2 separate regions of the Mus musculus genome follow, and region 2 is linked to region 1. The links are chromatin contacts, called in public Hi-C maps. All regions are on one chromosome and are shown on one strand. The core of a region is the stretch at or near the end of the contact, and the rest is flanking DNA. Distances in the headings are between cores, read along the strand shown.

What was found. A called contact is a pair of places that touch in the nucleus more often than the background predicts.
Region 2: a contact with region 1 is called in a Hi-C map of the N1E-115 cell line, with 3 times the contacts expected there. A contact is called at or near these places in 2 of 484 Hi-C or Micro-C datasets (the N1E-115 cell line and tail fibroblasts), 1 of 130 datasets of targeted methods (the NIH/3T3 cell line) and 1 of 9 other capture datasets (embryonic stem cells).

What each region holds. Positions count from the first base shown.
Region 1 is chr19:30,325,798-30,331,470 of GRCm38.p6, reverse strand. No RefSeq gene overlaps it. Among named protein-coding and RNA genes, the nearest start is that of Gm36319, 67 kb to the left of the region's middle.
Region 2 is chr19:30,489,061-30,494,623 of GRCm38.p6, reverse strand. It overlaps the pseudogene Gm17885. Among named protein-coding and RNA genes, the nearest start is that of Dkk1, 58 kb to the left of the region's middle.

The DNA.
Region 1 (5,673 bases), core at 2,626-5,125:
TGTAACTATTAAAAGTCCAGAAAAATACCTGATATGTAAAAGGAAAGAAAGACATGCAGTGAAAAAGCACAGATGGCAGGGTTGGGGTAAGATGGTCACAAGATCATGTCAGAAAGCCCAGGTCCTTCCATTAACACAGAGTCTTCCTTTTACTGATGATGGATTCCATTCTGGTGAGACTGAACTTTGGTCTCCCACTGAGAAGGTGCCATGTTGGTTAATGGTTCCCCCCAGTACCATTAAGTATGGAGTAGTAAGTGGTGTTCTGTGAAGATTCCTCATGACTTATATTGACCTGTATTCATGAGGTCGTATCTGAATTTATTACCCAACAAACTACCACAGCCAATTCTGAAGGACGAAAACTCACACAGGATCCTCCATCTCCGGGCAATGCCTACCGAATGATCGTTCTTCTAAAGATTTTATATTTCCCAAGAGACTTCCTCCTCTAGCTTCTTCCTGAATGAGGAAGTGCTTATAATCTCACCTCTTAAATTACACGTTAAGGCCTCACAAACCACAGACAAGGAAGGAACAGGGTCAGCACTAATTTCATAAGCTATCTATAAGGGAATTAATTGCAAAGTGACTTACTTTTCTTTTTAAGAAAGAAGTTGTAAAAGAGTCCTATAAATTGTGAAGGAGGAGGGATAACGTTTTTCTCAAAAGGAGGGAGAATGGTAATAAAATGTTAAAATGGCGTGGATTAAACCTGACTGGACTCTCCTATAAAAATTAAACCAAGCAGAATGGTAATAAACATCACTAAAAAAAATCACCCTCTCTCTCTCTGTCTCTCTCTGTCTCTCTCTGTCTCTCTCTCTCTCTTTCTCTCTCCCTCCTTCTCTCTCTAATACTTTTAAGTTATAATTCAAGAGACAGTATTTAAGGTTGAATTTAGTATTCTTCAAGATAATTCTTTTTTAAAACTATTGATATGTATTCGTTGTACATAGTGATGTTTCAGAAAGATATATATCCAAGTATATCATGTACTTTTAGCACATTGGTACTGCCCCACCTCCCCACTAGCCCTCTTTCCCTAGTCTCATTTCCACATTTATTTTCATATGTGTGTATATATATATATTTCACATTTAAGAGAAAACATGATATTTGTCCTCCTGAGTCTGACTTACTTAGCTTAATGTGATAAGTTCCAATTGTACCCATTGTTCTGGAACTGACAATATCTTTCCTTTTATGTTTAGATAAAAGATACACTGTGCATACACGTCACATTTTCTTGTGTTGTTTTGTTTTGTTTTTGTTTTTGTTTTGTTTTGTTTTTCAAGGCAGGATTTTTCTGTGTAGCTCTGGCTGTCCTGGAACTAACTCTGTAGACCAGACCAGGCTGGCCTCAAACTCAGAAATTTGCCTGCATCTGCCTCCCAAGTGCTGGGATTAAAGGCGCACGCCACCACGCACAGCTACATCACATTTTCTTTATCTATTCATCTGTTAGGATATACCTAGACTTGTCCTCTCAGGTGCCAGTTATGAGTAGTGGTACAATCAATATAGTTGTGTGGCAATCTTTGTCATACAGGGACTTAGATTCCTTTGAGTATACCCACAGGAAGCACAGTTGGGTTTGAGGTCATTACATTTGAAGGTTTTCTAAGAAAGCACTAGAGTGATTTCCATAGTGTTTAAATGAATTTATATGCTCATCAGCTGTCTATAAGGATTCCTCTCTCTCTCTCTCCACATCCTCCTCAACATTTCTTATCATTTTGCTTCTTAATGATAGCCATCCTGGCTGAGGTAAAATGAAAATGCAATGTTCCCTTCCTTGTTATGAAATGGCTCCCCTTGTTTCTTCTAAGTTTTGTTCAAAGTCTTCTCCATCAGAAATCAGAATACTATGTCAACCTGTTTGCAGCTTCCGTTCACTTGGTAAAGTATTTTCTATCCTTAGACTCTCTGTGAGTGCTTTTCAAAGAGAGATGTTAGAGCTAATTTCCTAATTCAGTTAGGCAGTCTGTGTCTCTCTTGATGAGGTGAGGCCATTTGTCAACATTCTTATTATTAAAAGATGAGCCTAACTCCTGTGGTTTTACTTAAACCTCTCTGGTGGACAGAACACTGTTCATCCTTCACCTTCCCCCTGTGAATAGCAGGCATTTGCTGGTTGACTCTGTTGGATATAATAGAGTCCTTTCTGGTTCCCCTTCATCCAACTCTTCCTTCTAAGATTTTAGTCTTTCCTGCTTCCTACTTATTGAGACTGTCGTTGTCAAGAGCATTACATCATTAGAAGATTCTTTGTCAATTTCAAAACAGAGTCACTAGTTTATCAATCTTGTTTAGCAGGCACTTACTTCCACGGCTTGAAATGCATCATGTGCCTTCTAGCACTGACAATGAGAGGGGTGATGCAATTCTGGTGTGTTTTCTGTCATACGAAAGTTGATGTTTTCCCTTTCAGCTTTTAACATTACTTGTTTGTCTCACGCATCTGACATGTTGACTATAATGCAGCCTACAGAGGTTTTTCTCCATCATGTCTACTTGGAGTTCTAAATGCCTCTTGCATTTGGATGTCCATTTCCTTACCAAGATTTGGAGGGTTTTTTTTAATGCTGTAATTTCGTTGGCTAGGTTTCCTTTAGCTCTTAAGTCAGCCTTTTCTATTTCATGGCCTGTTAGACTTGGGTTCCTGATCATATCTCAAAGCTCTCGAATGTTGTGGTCATGCTTATTTATGTCTTTTCTTTTTTGAGAGAGAAAGTCTCACTATGTTGTTTCAGTTGTTCTAGAACTCACTAGGTAGGCTAGGCTGGCCTTAGACGCAGAGAGCTGCCTTCCTCTGCCTCTTGAGTGCTAGAATTAATATTTTTTTTCCTTCTTAATGTGTAAATGAGGCCTTTCTTTGACTTTCCTTTTCAACCTTCAGTTTTTTGGGGGGACGGTTGTTTGGTTTTGGTTATTGTTTTTTGTTTGTGTTTTGTGGTTGGTTGGTTGGTTGGTTGGTTGGTTGGTTGGTTGGTTGGTTGGTTTGGTTTGGTTTGGTTTTATGCTTGGTTGAGTACACTGGTAATGCTTCTCAGTATGGTTCACATTTGATTCATTGACGCTTTCCTTTCCAAGGTCTCTGACTTTTTTTTCCAAAACTCCAATCTCCTTGTTGAATTTTTCTTCCTTCTGTGTTGCTGACATCGATGTTTTGTTTTGTTTTACCAATCTCCTCATATACTTTGCTAACTTTTTCTTCTGTGTTCCCATCTTTCCTTTCCAGGTTTGGTTAACTCAATCTACTTCTTCTTTAAACTTTCTTTCAGTTGATTAATTTTACTAGTAAATTTTTGAATTCTTCATCTGGCATTTACAATAATACCATATACTAAAGGATAATGTTTGAGTAGCTTCTTCCTGGTTCCTCAAAATTTAGAAACTGGCAGTGATATAAATGCATGGGAATATACATGGACCAGGAATTCATGGGTTCTTGCCTTTCTTATGGTTTAGACTGTTGCTTAGTCTGCATTGGATAGGTGCTTCCTGTCTACCAGAGCTGTCTTCTCCATATTGATAGCTTTCCTTCTTTGATTATTATTGCCCTCTGATGGCCATACTTAGCTATGCAGTCTTTGGGGCTGAAACACTGTCTGAAATTATTCTGCCTAAGCTGACTAACTTTCTAAATGGAGAATGCCCTTCACATACCCTAGAAGTGTGAGAGATACCCACTACACTATTATCCACATAGGTTAGGAATCTCTTCATAGTCTCAAGCCCTCTTGAGCTTTAATATAGCCTAAGGGACAGAAGCTTCTATTGGTATCAAATATGCCCTAGAACTTAACATTTGATAGGCTGTGTGGCAGTGAATGACAGGACACTCCAGAAGTTGAACCATCTGTTTGTGTGATGATCAAAGCCATTAAATCCCAAGGTTGTTTTCAGTTGTCACTGAGGACACGCCTGCCTCTATGCACTTTTTGACCTGAGTTTAACCTCTTGGTGCTTGTCAATATTTTGTCCTCTTGGCCTTCCTGTTCTTTTCCTCATTCTCAGGCTTCTATGAGCCAAACCAATGGTCCCTAATCTGTGGTTGAGTCTTCTCCTCAGCAATCCCAGGTAGTAGATAAGTTTCCAACAGTACATTCTGTCTCACTGTAACCCCTGGCTATGCACTCCTACTTATATAGAGTGACAAACTGTCATGCAGTGGTGGCACATGCCTTTAATTCAAGCACTCAGAAAGCAGAGGCCTGAGTTCAAGGCATGCCAGAACAACAGAGTGAGTTCCAGGACAGCCAGAGCTACACAAAGAAACCCTGACACAAACAAACAAAACTCCTAACTATATCTTCAGAACCTTATGAGATATCTGTATCTCTAAATTTGATTTTTAATCAAATGTGAATAAAGAAAAAGGTTGGCAGTGTTTTTAGAAAACACTGATCTTTTGAAGGCCTTCTCGGGGATTTAAAGGCTTTTAGAAATTATTGGTTATAAACCAACCTCCTAAGTAGCCTGACACTTTCCATCTTAAATGTGTGTACAGTTAAAATGTGAATAGTGAGCATATTGTAATAACCTGCCAGCAGAACTCAATAAGTTCAACTGAAAGCTGGATTTTTAAATGAAAATTGAAAGTTTGAGTGAAGGTTTCAGTTGGGCAAAAAAATTCCAGGGTTCAGCAAGGGCAGAGTCTATCTCAGAGTCATTATCAGTTAGAGTTTACTTAAAATCACAGTCTTATTGGATAGTTGCTAAAACATGCTGGTCTGACCTCTTCCTCTTGTTTTGTTTGTTTGTTTTTAACTTTAAAAACAGTGCAACCGACTCACACATGTGGTTATGAGGTGAAGGCAGGTGGTCTCCTGCTGACCTACTAGACCTTCTCTCCTGAAGTGCTAATATCTCAGAGTCTAGGCCACAAGCTTGTGATTATGGTAGAAGGGTAATGACTTGCAAAGGCTTGAGGTTTCCTGAGTTTAGTTTGGGAGCTTGTTCGGCACTGGCTAGTTTGTGATATTTTCAGTTATTCCCTGTGCCTTACATTTTTATACTTCAGTTTATGCAAGTCATAAAATTTACCATAAATGTGTTAAATGGGTTAGTAGTAGTAGTAGTAGTAATAGTAGTAGTATTTATTAGTGTTGTTGTTGTATTTTAAGACTCCCTCATTTTTTCCTACTTTCCAATATTTTATAGAATTATTTCCTCCCACCCCGGATCACAGTCCCTGACATTCTTCTTTCTTCTAATCGCTCTCTAAAAAATTTAACACGAACCAGTTGTAGTAGCACATGTCTATAATCCCAGCACTAGAGAGGCTGAGGTAAGAGGATCATAAGTTGGAGGCTGGCCTAGACAACATATCAAGACACTTGCCTCAAGAACAAAATGACAACAATAGCTCAAATACAGTCAAACAGGTAGAGGTCTTTAAAGAGGAAACTAATAAATCCCTTAAGGAAATACAAAAAAATACAATTAAATAGGTGAAGGAAATGAATAAAATTGTTCAAGACCTGAAATTGGAAATAGAAGCAATAAAGAAAATACAACCTGAGGGAATCCTGGAAATAGAAAACCTAGGCAAGAGAACAGGAACAACAGACACAAACATTACCAACAGAGTACAAGAGATGGAAGAGAGACTCTCAGGAGTAGAAGATATGATAGAAGAAATTGACACACCAGCCAAAGAAAATG
Region 2 (5,563 bases), core at 2,209-4,708, 160 kb before region 1:
CTCTGTATTAATCACCACCCTCTGAAAGAACAGCTTCTCTAATTAGGTTGGGAAAGGCACTAATCTATCATTATAAAGATGAGAACTTATGGGGACGTTCATTATTTTGTCCATTTAGCAGAATACTAGTAATAAGTTTTCCCCTAGGGCCCATGACCAAGGGGAATCCAAGGGTTTTTGTTCTAGTCAATACTGCCAGCATGTGTTTGGTCTTGAGGAATGGGCCCTAAATCCAGTCCAAAAGTGGTTGGTTACTCCCAGATCAACTGTGCCACCATCTCCCCAGTAGACCCGTATTACCAGACAACATGTTATTGTAGCTCACAAAGTTCAAACTGGGTATGACAGTTGATTTCTGGTATTCTTCATATATCATTTGTTATTCTTATCTCTGCTTGGGTCTTCTGCCAGTGGTAAGTGAATTATCTGCCAAAGTACTTAGACCTTCTGTCAACAGGAGCCCCTTAGTATTTGGATGAAGTGGCACGAAGCTACCTCAGGAACATTTCTCTCCTGGCATCTGAGATGAAAAGGTTTCATATCTACTTTGTGTGGTTTCAGAAAGAATAAAAATAGACCCAGCATATCCACTGTTTCCTATTTGTGTCGAGGAGAAAAAGAGTTTACCATCATGCCCACAATAATATGTACTTTGTTGCTTAACTCTGCTCTTAATAAAAATACAGTCAGAGGGCCCTCTTATCCTTTCTATCTTGAAACACACACACACACAAGCACCAGTGGAAAAGGAACCGCACCGTACATATTCACCTATTCTAGTCAATGATCTAAATGTAAGCACTTACCAGACCAAGAACCAAAAAATGAAGGAAAGTACTGGTTAGTGAACCTTGTGTGTACCGTTCAGAGATCAAAGGGGCCAATGAACAAGGATCAAAGTGTGCAAGGGGGTCAGAATGTCACACTCTTGCAACGTGAAGTTTCTCACGATGTGGAATAGGACTAGCTTCATCAGAACCACTCTGGTCAGCAGTAGCAAAGAGGGGAGGGTTTAAACAGTGAGTTGGGAATCTGTGGTCCTTGCATCTAACACAGCCATTTCAGTACCTTTGTCTGCTTCCAGGGAAGATGGAGGCTTGCTCACTACAAGAAAAATAATTTCTCTGCTACTTCATTAGACATTAGAAATTTAGAGAGAGAGAAAAAAAACATTCCTTAAAGCAATAACTCCCCAACTCACAGAATTACAAAAATTGAAGTGGCGATCTTCAGGTCTGGGTGGTGCATTACGGCTTTTTACCATGGTTTCATACATTCATTTGCTCATCAAAATCTTATTTAGCCTAGTTGAGAAAATTTCCACCAAGACACAGAGTTGGTAATAGAGTAAGGACTTGTAGTTGTAGCCTGGTCAGTTGAATGCAATAAAACCTCTTTTCTTGCATTTTTAGTGTGTGTGGTGTGTGTATATGTGTGTGTGTGTGTGTGTGTGTGTGTGTGTGTGTGCACATGTACACGAGTATGAGCAAGTTTCAGCAGAGGATACAAGAAGGTGTCAGATTCCCTAAAAAAGAAATTACTTGTCATTTTCTGTTCCTCTGCAAGAGTAGCAATTGCTCCTAGTGACTTAGCCATCTCTCCAGCCCTACATAATAAAAAATTCTACACATGATAAATCACAACATGTGAAAATTCAGGGGAAAAGTAAGTTTTGTGATACCGCTGAACACAAACATCAAGGAACATAGGCAGGAGCAACATCTCCGCGAAGGAAGTGGAAGGTTTGGTGCTTGGATCTGAGCAATGGAATCCAGTAAGGCCATGCTAGGGGTGCATTGAATATCCTGTGTGTGCACATCTTTAAATTTTAGGCTCTGTGTTTACTAATCATCGCCTTCTGTTAATACATTCTTTTCCCTAGAGTGTGAATAGCTTACCAGATTACTACTGGCATTGTTTGTAATCTCATTCCAAACATGATTTCCTGAAAGGAGCTCAAGTCAGCAATTCCCCCTACAAGCTATCAGTTAGAGTGGCTTCTTCCTACATGAGGCATAATCGTCTATTATTTTTCCTTGTAATTTAATTTTACTGTCAAGTTTAGGAGGAATCTAGCCATCACTTGCCAGTGTTCATGATTTTGAGCATTCTGTTTTTTAACTTTGTCCTTATGGATTTATTTTAAGCTTCTTTGCTTAGGTATCCCCCTGGTTTCTTCCTTTGCAAATGGGTTTGCACTGTAAAGATTCTAAATTTGAGTTGCCCTTCTGTGATGGCTGGTCTTGGTTGTGAACTTGACTCTATCTGGAATGAACTACAGTCCGGAAATGGAGGGCACACCTGAGACCTGAATCTTAAGGCAGGAAGACACAGGTTTTTGATTCAGATCTTGAGGTGGAATGACACACATCTTTAATCCAGGTCTTGAGGCACATCTTTAATCAGGGCCATACCTTCTGCTGGAAGCCATAGAAGAACAGTGGAAGAAGGACAGATTCATTCATCCTTAGCCTGCTTGCCCTTACTTTGCCAGCACATCCTTTTCTTCACTGACATTGGAGCCTACTTCCTGGATTCCAGCTTATCTGAAAGACCAGCTGAGACACCCGGCTTCGTGGGACTGAGAAACTACTATATTCTTGGACTTTCCATTAACATCTGACCATTGTTGGATTAATCGAACTGCAGCCTATGTCATTCCAATAAATTCCCTTCACACACACACATATGCATATATGTATACACGTGTATCTATATATACATAGATATATGCACATATAAATACATATGAGAGAGAGAGAGTGTGAGAGAGAGAAAGAGAGATAGAATATTCATTTCATTCTGAAGTTCTGTGACCCTAGAGATCCTTAATACATCTTCATTTTAGAATCTCACAGTATAAAATTTTACTGTTTTTTTAAAAATATTTTTACAAATAGCTGTTTATACTCCTTTTTCTTACTCTTCCATTCTCCTATGTGATAATCAGTCTTTCTCATTTAGCTTTAAAACAATCTTGCTCAAAATTGAAGCTGAAGAGATGGCTCAGTGGTTAAGAACACTTGTTTTAAGTTCAGTTTCCAACACCCACATGGTGACTCACGTTACCCATAACTCCTTCCAAGGAATTGGATGCTCTCTTGTAGAGTCTGAAGGCACCAGGTCTGCATGTGATACACAGGCACATATGAAAGAAACACACACATACACTAGATCTAAAAGAAGAATTCTTGGACATTAGAGCCCTTTCAGGGGCTGAGTTTGTGGCATGTGATTTTTTTTTTCAGGGTTTTTAATACATTAATCTTTCACTCTCCCTGGCTGCTATTGGTTTTGAAATAGCCTTAAATATTCCAAAATTTCATAAAAAGAATTTGAAGCTTAGTGGTACCAGTGAGAGTGAAAGCCGGGGCACTGCACGGCTTATATGAGTAATAAGGAAGGAGGCCAGACTGAAAGACTGCAGAGTTACTGATCAGCAGGAGGGGGGCAGGAGGGGCGATAGAGTCAGGGGAAGCGCAGTTTCCCAGTGGTAGTTAGCCCTTGGTGACTAAGGAACAGTTCAGGCAGCTGACAGACGGCTCCCAACACCAGACACACCGGAAATGAAAAGTGTTTTATCTGTTTCTGCCTTCAGATCCCAAGTCTGCAGACTGGAGCGAGAGGCTATGTTAGACTCCTGAGTAAAATCCCGGCCATCGATGTTCTGGTTGGGCTTTGAATGTGACTAGGTCCCTAGAAGGACAGATATTCCAAATGACAAGCCAACTGACCTCACCGAATGAGCAAAATCTGAAGACCCTTCTCAGCCCCAAACTACTGAGAGCTGCAAGAAGGGACTCCAGCCTTCCAGTGCGGCAACTGTGTGGGGCCCGTCACGGCTGCTGTGGATGAAGACCATGTACCCTTCTATTTCCTTCTTTCTAACAGATTGTTTGTATACATGAGTGTTTGCTGCTTGTAGGTACGTATACCACAGGTGTGTCTCGCACACCAGAGAGAGCACAAGATACCCTGGAAGTAGAGTAACAAGCAATTATTGATGATTAGCCACGTGGGTGTTGGGATCCAAGCACAAGTCCTCTGCAAGAGTAGGAAATGCTCTTAACTGCTTAGCTGTCTTCCTAGTCCATATCTTTCCATTTATATTAGGTGTGTTCTCCTCCTCCTCCTCCTCCTCCTCCTCCTCCTCCTCCTCCTCCTCCTCCTCCTGTGTCCCCCTCCTCCTCTTCTCTGGTTTTAGTTTAGTATCTTCAGTTGTAATCTCCACGTACAGTGTGTAGTTTGGTCCAGTTCTTCCTGTGCACATATAGCATGTGTCATTGCAGTGTTTCTTCTCACCACAGTGATTTTCTTCATGCTTCACTTTCCCTCGTCATGAACCCTAGGACAGTGCGTATTAACACTTTAGGGATCTGAGGACAACATTCTGGTACAGCTGTGGCAGATGATAGATAGGATGGGGGTGATGGCTCAACCTGCTTTGCATCTACCTGCAGGTAGAAATCCAGGATACCCCCAGAGCTCTATAATGCTTTCTAAGGATAGGGGAAGCAGGGAGATATGGTGGATGAGATATGAGATTTCATGTCCCAGCATAAGGTGACGCACATAAGGACAGCATATGGATCCCCCCTCCTTTGTTCCCTGCCATGGAACAATGAATGCCAGCTGCCTCAGCTGGAAACAGTTAGTCCAGGAAGTTCGACTGTCCCTAGAAATTCCCGGTGGACCTGCATGACTTGTCTGTGACTAGCTATGTTTTTTCTGTCCTTTGTTTAATTCTTAATTTACAATTATCCTATACTTTAAAATGCATTTCATTTTCCTTTGAGTTATTTCATGTATTTTAATGTCAAATGTCTAACAGTCCTGTTTTATCTTTAGGACTTCATTACATTTCACTTTTGTCAAAATTTTTTAACATAAAATTTTTTCACAATATTTTGAATTTTTTGTCATCTAAATTTATTTCTTTCTAGCTGTATTGTCTACATTTTCTGTGTCTCAATTGTTTTATTTCTTCCTCATTTGCTTATTTGGAAAATGCTTATTAATTTCTTATTTGGTGTTAGAAAACATTATTTTATATATCTTTATATATCTTAGGACTAAGTTAAGTCTTAGATACAATCTACTCCCTTCCCCACAAAATATTCTGTTCTTATTCAATAATACCTACATAACATTATGTAATTGTTAATGTTTTATCATTAATCAGTACTTTACACCCTGTGCTATGAATAACAAATTCACATTAGTTTTCTATGAACTGTCTGCTGGTACATGAGGCTCTGAGAATAGGAATATCTGTGTCTTTTATAATTCCTGTTTGAATTTGGTATATATTTTATGCATTACTGGAAACTCTATAGCTATTCCTTTGATTTTCTCCCTGGGTTCTACTGGAGGGACTGTTTCCCAGATGAACCAAGACTGGACAGCAGCAGTGAGTTAGCATATCTTGGACATATGCCTCAGAAACAACATAGCCAGTGTGTATCACTAACAACCCTCCCCCCAGCATGTGGGTCTTCTTAGATGAACACCAGGCTTCTTAGAACCTGGAATTGTGTTTCTTAATCATTCGTTCATTCATTCA